3 separate regions of the Sus scrofa genome follow, and all the other regions are linked to region 1. A link is a contact called in public HiChIP or PLAC-seq data. All regions are on one chromosome and are shown on one strand. The core of a region is the stretch at or near the end of the contact, and the rest is flanking DNA. Distances in the headings are between cores, read along the strand shown. Region 1 overlaps TBC1D4 (TBC1 domain family member 4). Region 2 holds the start of TBC1D4 (TBC1 domain family member 4). Region 3 overlaps TBC1D4 (TBC1 domain family member 4).

Region 1 (4,070 bases), core at 554-3,053:
TTAGATACAACACCAAAGACATGATCGATGAAAGAAATAACTGATAATCTGGACTTCATTCAAGTTCAAAACTTCTACTCTACAAAAGACAATCTCAAGAGAATTAGACGACAGACCACAGACTGGGAGAAAACGTTTGCCAAAGACACATCTGATAAAGTCTTGTTATCCAAAATATACAAAGGACTCTTAAAACTCAACAATAAAAAATCCATATGATTAAAACATGGGCCAAAGACTTTAAGACACCTCCCAGAAGAAGATACTCAGATGTCAAGCAAGCATTATGAAAAGAAGCTCCACACCTTCTGTCATCAGGGAAATGCAAATGAAATGAGATTCCACTGCGTACCTATTAGTGGCCAAAATCTGGAACATCGACAGCACCAAATGGTGACAAGGATGTGGAGCAATAGGAACTCTCATACATTCCTGGTGGGAATGCAAAATGGTTGAGTCACTTTGGAAAACGGGTGATTTCTTACAAAACAAAACACACTCGTTTTTGTTGTTGTTTTTACAAAACTAAACATACTCTTACTACATGATCCAGAAATCTTGCTCCATGGTATTTATCCAAAGGAGCTGAAAACTTACACCCACTTAACAACTGGCACATGGACATCTTAAGCAGCTGCATTCACGACTACCAAAACTTAGAAGCAACCAAGACATCCTTGAGCAGGTGAAGGAATACGCTGTCAGACCTCCAGGCAACGGAATACTAAGCAGTGCCAAAGAAGAAACAAGCTCTCAAGCCATGAAAAGATGGAGGAAACTTAAATGTGTATTATTCAGTGAAAGAAGCCAATCTGAAAAGGCTACCATGTTGTATGACTCCAATTGTATGCCATTCCGAAAAAGGCAAAACTACGGAGACAATAAAAAGGTCAGTGGTGGCAGGGATGGGGGAAGGGGGAGGCAAAAGCACAGAGAATTTTAGGACAGTGAAAATACTCCGTATGATATTATAATGATGGATATATGTCGTTATAAACGTGTCCAAATCCCAAATGCCCAACACCAAGAGTGAACCCTAAGGTAAACTAGGAACTTTGGGTGATTAAGACGTTATCAGCGTAGGGTCATCCTTTGGAAACAAATGGACACTTCTGGAGAGTGATGCTGGTATGTGGGGAGGCAGGGGGTGGATGGAAGTTCTCTGTACCTTCCGCTCCATTTTATTTGTGGGCCTTAAAATGCCCTAAAGAAATAACATCTTTTTTAAAAAAGTATGCAGTTCAATACCATTTGTACTTACTCTAACAAACGCTAGAGGGCGCTTTCCCACATGAACTAGTTTACCCAAGCAAAAAGCCAAAAATAAAGGTGGTTTTTTTGCATTTTTATTTTATTTTATTTTTTATTACTCAATGAATTTGTTACATTTATAGTTGTACAATGATCATCACAATCCAATTTTATAGGATTTCCATCCCACAACCCCAGCGCATCCTCCTACCCCCCCCAAACTAAAAATCCAAGGTTTTTTTTATACTAAAGAAATGCCACTGTTTATAAAATGGCATTACCACTGCTTCCATGTTAGCCTTACAGCATTAATCACTGGAAAGTAAATTAACTGGAATTTTAACTGATTAGACAAATTTGGCAATTAAGTAGGTTAATAAAATAGACTGAAAAAACAAGAGTATATCAATATCAGCCTTAATAACATCTAATCTGTTAGGTATTTTCAAGCAGGACGTAATCCTTTATCATGACAGTCGGAACTAGAGTCATGTAGACAAAATGCTAAAACTGGACGTTTGACAAGTAGTTTTATGAAATGTCTGAACTCTTGAGAACTTTTTGAGCAATGCTTGGTTGTGAAATGGAATAGGCCTCGGGAAAAGAGGCAAGGGACAGGAGGCTAAGCCCAGAGGGACCTGGATGTGACAAGCTCGAGCTGAGATCAGGTGATAAAGCTATAATGTTATCAAAAAGCAACAAATAACACGGGTTTCTCAGAAACCTATTTTGGTTCTGTATTACTTCAGATATTTATATCACCACAATAGCAGTGAGTGAGCATCTTGCAAATGAACAGAATAGGACGTCCGTGTGTGTGTGTGTGTGTGTGTGTGTGTGTGTGTGTGTGTGTGTGTGTGTGTCTTTTTAGGGCTGCACCTGCGCCACATGGCAGTTCCCAGGCTAGGGGTCGAATTAGAGCTACAGCTGCCAACCTACACCACAGCTACAACAACACAGGATCTGAGTCACATCTGTGACCTATACCACAGCTCCCGGCAACACCGGATCCTTAACCCACTGAGCGAGGCCAGGGATCGAACCCGCATGCATCCCCATGGCTATCAGTCAGGTTCATTACTGCTGAGCCACAACAGGAATTCCAGAATAGGACATTCTTGAACTTTTATCATCGGTTACTTGTAAACACTATAATTAACCCCTAAAGGGGAGAATGTCTCCATTTTTCAAATTAAAGTCCTAACCACCTGCTACCCAAGGATCACATGGAAAACATACATATGCCTCTCTCCAAAATTCTTCTGGAAGGAAGGGCAATCACAGGTAACCAGATGACCGCTCTCTGACATGACTTGCTCTTTCCGCAGGTGAAGGAAAAGCCTGTCCCTGCACACTGACTGCTCCACCTCCAACCGCCCCCGCAGGGTTCAGGGAGGTAAACTCCTGAAAACAACGTGAGTCATAATGCAGTGTTGCCCCCAACGACGTGAAAAACCAACACAATGAAATTCTGCGTCAACACTTGCCCCTCGGCGCTCATTCCTTCTTTCCATTTGGGAGTATGGTGAATATTACCTAGAAGTTTCTTTTCTTTTTTTTTCTCTCTTTTTTTTTTTTTTTTTTGGTCTTTTTTTGCTATTTCTTGGGCCGCTTCCGCGGCATATGGAGATTCCCAGGCTAGGGGTCGAATCGGAGCCCTAGCCACCGGCCTACACCAGAGCCACAGCAACGCGGGATCCGAGCTGCGTCTGCAACCTACACCATAGCTCACAGCAACGCCAGATCCTTAACCCACTGAGCGGGGCCAGGGATTGAACCCACACCCTCATGGATGCGAGTCGCATTTGTTAACCACTGAGCCACAACGGGAACTCCATACCTAGGAAAGTTTCTGATCAGAAAAGACCTTTATTCACAGCGGATACTGGCTGTTGAAAGACATTCTTCTTTGTTCCTCTATATAAAAGACATCCCCTCCTCTTCTCTTCTTTGTGTGACCTGGCTAAAAGAGACCACAGGAAGTGTACAATGATGGAGGTGATCTGGACAACCCCATCTCGCTGTCATCTTTGATTACAGAAAAGAATGAGAAGCTTGAGCCTTTCAGAGTTCTGGGGAAAGGACACATTCTCTCTCTCTTTTTTTTCTTCTTTTTTCTTTTTACAGCCTCACCTGTGGCATATGAAAGTTCCCAGGCTAGGAGTTGAATTGGAGCTGTAGCTGCCGTCTGACGTCCTGCCCAGAGCAACACCAGATCTTGTGGCAATGCTAGATCCTTAACCCACTGAGTGAGGCCAGGGATCAAACCTGCATCCTCACAGACACGATGTCAGGTTCTTAACTCACTGAGCCACAGCGGGAACTCCAAGAACACATTCTGCTTATGCCCCGGGCAGGCATGGGACTTAAAACCAAATGCGTAAATACAGGACCCCCAGAGCAACCAAACTTTACCTTTGAGGCCTCCGAAATGTCACCAGATCGCTTGAAAGCCACCCGGATGAGTGCACTGTGTCATGACTAGCCTTTGCTCAGCACAAACCTAGCTCTCTCCACCCTGGGACATGATCTGTGGACAGAGACATCCTCTCTCCTTCAACAGAAATCACATGACACCATTACCTTTCAATTAATGCATCTTTCATAAAATTGTTATGATCTCAAGTAAACTTGGGCAACCCAAAGCTCTCTCCCCACCAAAGTATTTTCACTTGTCCAATTTCATGTATCTTGAACATTTAACTGCCCAATTTCAATTCCTTGAAGGAAAGCCTCACTCCAGAATTTTAAATAGAATGTGTGACACTGAGGTATGTTTTATGATGGAAGAGCCTAATTTTCTAATGCCCCAAATGCTT
Region 2 (4,070 bases), core at 885-3,384, 120 kb after region 1:
GTAAACCCTGAAGAAATGACACCAGAAGAGATTTTCACCTCTCCTACGACAATGATTTTTTATTTCACTCGAGTAGGTACCGACTCTCCAATCAGTGTGTAAAAAACTGCCCCCAAAAGGCTTCTTGCCACTCAACGTGTAATCCCGCATTCTTGCCACTCAACGTGTAATCCCGCATTCGTATTCGGCCGACAATATGACAGCATCTAGTATCTTCTCCCTAAGCCCGGCTCCGAATCAGCTTCCCAGATCTGAGACTGCAGGTGCTAATGTGACTCGGACGCACCCGTCCAAACGGGCTAAGATACAGGACTCGACCAAGACCGACAAAGAGTGTGAAGGCCTAGAGGAGCCCGGCCTTCTCCCGCGCTCGCTCTTAAACACGCTCATGCCTACACGCAAACGCTCAGCCAAGGCTGGGCATCTCCAGTCACACCCTAGGCACCGAAATCCTTTCGGGACGCGCCCATCCTCCTAGGGCGCACCAGCTCCTCCACCGTCCTGAGGCCACTCTCTGCCTCCCTCCCTCTCCTCTGTTCCTGCGGGTTTTCTGCCCCGCCGCCCCTTTCGCCCTCAAAAGCAGACTCCCGGACTTCGGGTCCCAGGAGCGGGACGAGCCTGCGCTCAGGCGCGCCACGTGGAGGGCGCGCGCCAGGAGCTGGACGAGAGACAGTCCTTAACTTGCGGTCCCACGGCCTGCAGCCCTGCCACACCTCTCCCCCGTGCGTTGGACCCTCCCCCGCGCCTCCCAGCCTCTGCTTGCCTGATTGGGGTCTGTGGCGCGGAAAACGTGGCAGGCCATCTGCGACTCGGGGTCGTCGGGCTGCGCCTTGATCAGGTAGGCAAAGTAGGTGAGGTCGTGGCTATTGTGGATGAAACGCGAGATGTGCTGCGCCTTGTGCTCGAAGATGAACACGGCCGGGTTGGGCTGAGCGGTCGCGGGGCAGGAGGCCCCCACGGCCCCGGCGCCCGGCGCGGGGACGCAGCGCAAGAAAGGCGCGCTGAGCACCAGGAGCACCTCGCGGGGCGCCGGCGCCCCGCAGCCGCCCGCCTCGGGCTTCTGGCTGCGCCGGCGGATCTCGGCCATTAGCCAGGGCAGCATGGGCAGCGTGGTCCTGCGGTCCAAGCACGACCCCCCCACGTACCACAGCCGGAACCGCTTGTCGCCCGGTTTCCCGGGGCCCAGCTGTGCAGGAGCGCCCGGCTCGGGCTCCAGAGGGTGCGGGAATGGCTCATCCTGAATGCAGCTGGGGGGCTCCATAACTCGCACCTCCCGAGGGCACCGAGACGGTCGGATAGGCGTGCCGCGCGCCCAGCTCTCGCGTTGAAGCGCGCCGAAACTGTGCCAATTGCAGCGTCGGGCCCCTGCGCCCGCCTTGGCGAGACCCCGAACTCCGCGCTTCAGCGGCCCTGCCCCATGCGGCACTACCCCGGGCGCGGCTCCCAGGCTCCGGCGGCGGGCACCCGAGGAGCGCCAGGCAACAGGACTGGCAGGAGAGGGCGGGTTAAATCGTCATCCTCCTTTCTCCAGCTTGCGCCGAGGGCCGGACCTCCCCTTCCTCGTCCGCGACTCCTCTGGGTCGGAAGACCACGCCGAGGGCCCCGCGCCGCCGCAGGTCGCCGTCCGCTCCAGCGCTGCAGAGCCGCTGCGGCCGCCGTGCTCGCCCCGGGCGGGCACTGGGAGGCTGGCTGGGCGGGGAATGGGCTGTGGGCGGGAGGGGATGACTTGGGGCGGAGCTGACTCCCACCAGGGTGACCGGCTGTCACCTGGAAGGTCGGGGCCGCGGAGCTTCGGCGGGATCGGTACTCAGCGAGGGCCTGTGAGAACTCTTTCGCTGGAAAATAACAAAAACAAAACGTGGCCTCGCGGGGGCCGCGCCTCCTCCAGTCGCCGCAGCCCAGCTCGCTGCTCCTCCTCCAACTGTTCCCGTCCCTCCCTCGCTCCTTCCTTCCTTCCAGGCTGCTGCTTTAATCCGGCTGCCACCCCGCCTCCCGTCCGGCGGGCAGAGAGCGTGTCCATAAAAGCTTATCTGTGAATTCACCTCTACGCCTCTTTCTCTGCCCAGGCCCCAGACCGCCCCTCCAATCCGCCCCTCGGGCAGCAGTCTTGCGCCTGGCGCCGGCAGTGCCCGGACCAACTCGGCTTTTCTAGAGTCGCCGAGATCTCCAGCTTCTTCTGGGCATCTCTGCTGCCCCCTGGAGGAGGGGGGGCACTCGCAATGGGGCAATGGGACTTTTTTAAAAAATCATACTTGCTTGGTTTCAATTCTTTTTAAAACCTGCACAATAATTTTTGAGTCTTATATCTTAATAATCTCAAAAAATAAATTACGAAATCATGATGAATTTTTTTCCACTGCAAAAGAAATCTATGATTTTTTTTTATTAGCACTTACAGGGGCTTTGGTCATCCGAAAAAAAATATTTTTTCAGAAAAGGCTTTTTAGGTCTTTGTGTTTCAAGGCAAATGAACACTTGGTACATGGTTGGTTTTTTTTTTTTTTTTTTTGGTCTTTTTAGGGCTGCACCCTCGGCATATGGAGGTTCCCAGGCTAGGAGTTGGATCAGAGGGATAGCCACTGACCTACGTCACAGCCAACACCAGATCAGAGCCAGGTCTGCGACCTACACCACAGCTCAGGCATCGCTGGATGCTTGATCCACAGAGCAAAGCCAGGAATCCAACCTGCATTCACGTCAGATACTAGTCAGATTTCGTTTCTGCTGAGCCAGGAGGGGAACGCCCACGTATGATTTTGACCTCAAATACTGGTCAGGTCTACTACCTGGTGAACTAGAAGGGACTTGGTGGGCCTTTTCCTTCCTCCAGCCTCTCAAGGCTCTTGGTAGATTGTCTCTTTGATGACATACTCTTAAACCTCTGTAATGTGTGAGGATATTACAATAGTAAAGCGTGCTCCATCATTTCCTATTCAAACTTTTTTGGCGCTTAGGATCAGGTAGGTTGTCTAACTAAACTCACCTGACAGGTTTTACAATACTCACAAAGACAACATGTCACAAAATATAGCTTTCTTCCTATGTCTCACTGAGATATTCAAGTTTCAAAATACAGGCCCAACAATCTTCCATCTCCAACTACAATCTCATTCCTTCATTGTTCAGGAGCTACATGCAAGTAGTGCCTTCCCCTGCACCTCTCAAGTTGGAAGATTCTGACCCCAAGTCTTCTCATGGGTCTGCCAAGGTCCCAGAAAACAATCAGGTCACATGGGTAACAGCAAAGTACAAGACCCACCATTTCCAAAACAGGACAAAGTAACAAAAATAAACACGAGCACTGAAACAACTTTAAAGTCCCCTATCCCTTATGAGAGTATTTTTCCAGCAAAAATTATTTTTCAAGAACCAAATGCACTGAACAATCTACACTTATATCAAGGTCACCAAACACGTATCCTCAGAGAGACTGTTACATGGTGGTAAAAACGTACACAAACAGGATAGAGAAAAGGACAAGCTGTTTCGATTTCTCCAGGTGTCAGCCCATCCTTACTAGCTGACCAGGGTCTATCAGCTGTGAACCCTTAGGGATGATTTGCTTTTCTCTATCTGCCAAACCAGCTCTGCCAACATCGCTCCCAGCTTCGCGGTCTCCTTGGCCTTCTCCTCCGTCTTCCGGCGCAAGGCCGGCACTCTTTCATCAGCCTCCTCCCTGGGATGCTAAAGGTGATTCAAGGCCTTCTCCTCTGAGGTCTCCACTGCGCTTTCATTTGGATGGTATCTTCCGTAACTCGCTCCTGGTCCTCTGATAACGCTCTCACGTGCTGTGGGGTGAGAGCCACGATACCCTCCCTCAGCCTGTCCAGGACTGGAAGCAGCAACTGCTTCAGATCTTCCTGGGACTCCAGCACTGCCCCTCCCTCCCGTGCCTCTACCTCTTCCAGGTCGAAGAGGCGCATCTTTCTTTCCTGCCTCATCTTCAGAACCGCATCTCCCTCCCCCCACTCCCCACACCCACCCCCCCTGCCCTGGGGGACAGTCCATCACCAGTTACTGCTAGAGTCAAACTTTCCTTGTCAGTAGTGCTCCCGAAGAATTTTTTTTTA
Region 3 (4,070 bases), core at 1,007-3,506, 74 kb after region 1:
TATTTTCAAGAGAAGGCACTAAATGCAAACCACAAGAAACCACAAAGTAATATGAAGAAACAGTTATGTGGACACTTTTCAAAAATGCAATCTAGGGAGTTCCCTGGTGGCCTAGCGGTTAGGATTTGATGCTTTTCGCCCACTTCGGCCCAAGTTCAACCCTGGTCTGAGAAGTGAGATCACACATCAAGCCACTGCATGACACAGCCAAAAAAAAAAAAAAAAAAAAAAAAAAAAGTTGAGGGCAATCTAATCAATCTCAAAAAATAAAAGTGGAAGTACCTGCATTCTTGCCGAAAAAATCAAATAGCTCCCACACACACAGGCACCTTAAAAGCTTTATATTTTTAATCCCTCTAAGGAGAAATTAAAAATATATAATTTCTTCTTTGCCACAACCCAGGAAGATTTATGTACCACATGCACAGACAGAGTTCACTACTGACTTTGCTGGAAAAGTATGTAGTCATGACAATTTGAACCAATTTAATTTGCAAGTTTTAACAAGATCAGTTAAAGCCAGAGACAGAATGACAACTCTACAGCCTTTCCCAATCCTGCCAGTAAAAAAAAAAATCAATCATCACAGTCTCTGTTCTCAATGTAGTTTCCCCCCTACATGACAGCAGCCACGACAATTTGATCTGTGTTACAGTTTTGGGGTCTGTTCCACCCATAAGAGGACAAATGAGATGCTTATACATCTTGTATTTAATGGTACAGTTTAACTATACTCAATATTTAAGGTCAATCAACGTTCAAAGAGAGCTGAGCTAATTATTTATTAGTTGTAATTTCTATTTTAGGGCTACTCAAATAGTGACTTCAGAAGAAACTTGGGCAATTTATAAACATCACAATATATACTAGATGAACACGTTTTGGGTACTTCCTCAATTATATAATAAGCAACCTCATGTCAAAAATGTCAGGAGGAAGTGGTATTAGTTTTTGCCACGTGAAAACCATGTCACATTTAACCCTTAAACTCTCCGTTTTCTCTTCTGTGAAACAGGGCTACTAATAAAACTCATCCACAGAATCATCTTAGAAGTAAATAAAATGTTCCGTAGAGCATCTAGCACGTAATTAAGTTGGATACACATTAGTCACTGTGGTTGTCATGTTATTATTAAGAAGGTCTTCATAATCCTCAGTAATAAGACAGGGCAATGCTAGAAGACCCCAAAATAGAAGACAAGCGTAAAATCACTTATATTTGGTCCTGGAATGTAATGTAAAACTAACATTTAAATTAGAGTATGACTGATTTGGGGGGGGGAATAGCAAAAGATGACAGGAAAACAATGCAGATTTCCTATCCTTCCTATCCCATCAGAGCTGAGAACTATTTTCTGGGTCCTGGTCTCTGCTAAAAACAGCACACTGCAGAGAGACTGCTACCATACAACTTTTTTTTTTCTTTTTGTCTTTTTAGGGCGGCACCCAAGGCATATGGAAGTTCTCAGGCTAGGGGTCATAGCCGCCAGCCTATGCCACAGCCACAGCCACGCCAGATCCAAGCTGCATCTGCGACCTACACCACAGTTCACAGCAACGCCAGATCCTTAACCCACTGAGCAAAGCCAGGGATCGAACCTGCGTCCTCATGGATACTAGTCAGATTTTGTTTCTGCTGAGCCATGATAGGAACTCCTGCTATGGTACTATTGCTCTGCTTATTTTATGAAGGTTGCTTTACGGAGCTCCACTGGGCTTTTGTAAGTAACTACTTTGCTTCAGCTGAGAGGCCCCTAGTTGGATGTGGGCAGATGGAGAAGGGAAGACAGTGGCCAGGGTGTGTCACTGAAAAATAACTGTGGACCTGCCCTGTTCCCTGTTGAGTTTAACTATCAAGAAACTAAAAGGCTAGATTTGTCATAGCGTTTCTAAAGCCAACTAAAAGAACATAACAATTAGAATTACAGACACAAAGGCAGTTCGATTTGCCAGATGTCTGGTTTTAAACAAGATGAGGTTTGCACTTTCCATGTGAATTTATAAAGCGTCTCAGTGTTTCGGTTAGACTCATCTGAAAGTACTAAAGACAGCATTGCATAAAACAAAAACATAATTGTATTTAACTCAAAGCACCCTGCCAAGGGTGGGCAAGATCAAGTAAATGGCTGGACAAGCTCTCATTATAATGTGTCCAGAGTACAAAGGAGCTGGGTTTTCCTATCAGAGGACAATGGAGCACCAAGCAGACAGCTTTCCAGCCACCCTTCCAAAGCTGAAGTCACAGCTGAAGCAGCAGGAGAAGGACTGGTTCCTCTTCCCTTTTCCTTTTTTTTTTTTTTTTTTTTTAGGGCAGCACCCACAGCACATGGAGGTTCCAGGCAAGGGGTACAATCAGAGCTGCAGCCGCCAGCCTACACCCACAGCCACAGCAACTCAGGATCCGAGCCGCGTCTGGGACCTGCGCCACAGCTCATGGCAATGCAGGATCCTTAACCCACTAGGCAAGGCCAGGGATCGAACCGGCTGCCTCATGAATGCTAGCCAGGTTGGTTAACCACTGAGCCACGACAGGAACTCCCCTCTTCCCTTTTTCTACATCAGCGATTCCCAAGGAAGCGAAAAGGAAGAATGTACATCAGAACAAGCAGCGAGGCTCTGTCTCTCACCAACAGAGACAGTAAGCCTTGGTGGAGTTCCTGTTGTGGCGCAACAGGAATGAATCAGACTAGCATAGAGGGATGAGGGTTCGATCCCTGGCCTCGCTCAGTGGCTCCAGATCCGTCACTGCCATGAGCTGTGGTGTAGGTCACAGATGCAGCTCAGATCTGGCGTTGCTGAGGCTGTGGTGTAAGGCAGCGGCTACAGCTCTGATTCGATCCCTAGCTTGGGAACCTCCATATGCCTCGGGTGCAGCCCTAAAAAGCAAAAAAACAAAACAAACAAAAAAAAGAGATATGCCTTCTTCTACCCATACCTGAAAGCTCCCTCTTGTATTCGCCAGGGAGTCCTGTCCCTACTCAGAAGCACAGCCATGACAGTTGTGGAGTTTAATTGCAACGACAGAGACCAGGAAAGATAAGGCTGAAGGTATGACGTATCTTCACCTGCCTCACAAAGCACTTGAGACCCCTCTGGAATCCAGGCGGTGGGAATTACAAGAACATAGAGGCATGACAAGAGGGTAACTTCCGAAGTTTGTTTAATGTGTTTTATAAACAGATAAACTAGGAAAAAAACAAACACCTGAAAAAATCAGTAGCTGTTAAGAGTAACAGAGAACAAAGGCAAAGAAATCACTGATGTTAGTCATTCTAAGTACTCAAGGAACTCAAATAATATTGAGTTGCTGGGGGAAAGGTGGAAGAATGCGGTGGTAAAAATAAAATGGTGTTCCTCAGTTAAAAATAAAATACTGTGAACGTCAATTTAGAGGAGAGAATCATCAAGCGCAAAAGAGTAGAAAAAAGTACACCAAAAGTTGAATAATTTCACGTTGCAAATAAGAAGTCAAGTTTTGTTCATGTTTCATGTCTTTAGTTTCTTGAACACCTTGATGAAACATGGAATCTTGGGTGTGTAAAAAAAAAAAAAAACCATGGTGTATTTCCCAGCTTTTCTATAAGCCTCCTAAAGACTTACAACTCAAAGCCAAAAGAATAAATAAAATCAAATGCCTCTGGCTCTGGGGTTGATCATTTATCACTTCAGTCTGTATGTTTGCTTATAAACCTAATTTCAAGTTTTATTAGTATTGCATTAATATATTAATGTATAATACAAATTAATTATGACTTACAAGGGTTTTACTTTATATTCCAAAACTGGAAGGGAATTGTATTAATGACAATCATTTACTGATTGCTTCCTAAGAACCAGAAATTTTGCTAGGTCCTTTATGTACATGATCTCATTTACTCCTCACAAAATCTCTGTGAATAGATACAATCTCCTCTATTTTCCAAACAACCCACGAAATAAGTCACTTGCTCAACAAATAACAAACGCTACAGAGGGTATGGAGAAAAGGGAACCCTCTTTCACTGTTGGTGGGAATATAAATTGGTACAACCACTATGAAAAACAGTATGGAGGTTCCTCAGAAAACTAAA

Evidence for each region. HiChIP or PLAC-seq counts read pairs in DNA pulled down with a chosen protein or histone mark.
Region 2: a contact with region 1 is called in an H3K27ac HiChIP or PLAC-seq map of alveolar macrophages. The contact joins the promoter of TBC1D4 here to the enhancer-like site in region 1. A contact is called at or near these places in 3 of 5 promoter capture datasets (fetal liver, fetal skeletal muscle and liver), 19 of 47 Hi-C or Micro-C datasets (alveolar macrophages, blood, brain and 12 more) and 2 of 2 datasets of contacts at active chromatin or transcription factors (alveolar macrophages and skeletal muscle).
Region 3: an H3K27ac HiChIP or PLAC-seq map of alveolar macrophages shows a contact between it and region 1. The contact joins two enhancer-like sites. A contact is called at or near these places in 2 of 47 Hi-C or Micro-C datasets (fetal heart ventricle and subcutaneous adipose tissue) and 1 of 2 datasets of contacts at active chromatin or transcription factors (alveolar macrophages).

What each region holds. Positions count from the first base shown.
Region 1 is chr11:47,642,273-47,646,342 of Sscrofa11.1, forward strand. All of the region lies in intron 1 of TBC1D4 (TBC1 domain family member 4), which reads right to left. Among named protein-coding and RNA genes, the nearest start is that of TBC1D4, 120 kb to the right of the region's middle. Within about 2 kb of position 1,804, at least 4 of the 83 cell types and tissues checked have an H3K27ac peak or open chromatin away from gene starts, as enhancers often do. A contact at or near this core is called in alveolar macrophages, where this site is marked.
Region 2 is chr11:47,758,794-47,762,863 of Sscrofa11.1, forward strand. TBC1D4 (TBC1 domain family member 4) reads right to left here and starts at 2,135. Exons shown (of 20, transcript XM_021065670.1): 1 at 764-2,135. The coding sequence starts at 1,261.
Region 3 is chr11:47,715,670-47,719,739 of Sscrofa11.1, forward strand. All of the region lies in intron 1 of TBC1D4 (TBC1 domain family member 4), which reads right to left. Among named protein-coding and RNA genes, the nearest start is that of TBC1D4, 43 kb to the right of the region's middle. Within about 2 kb of position 2,257, at least 16 of the 83 cell types and tissues checked have an H3K27ac peak or open chromatin away from gene starts, as enhancers often do. A contact at or near this core is called in alveolar macrophages, where this site is marked.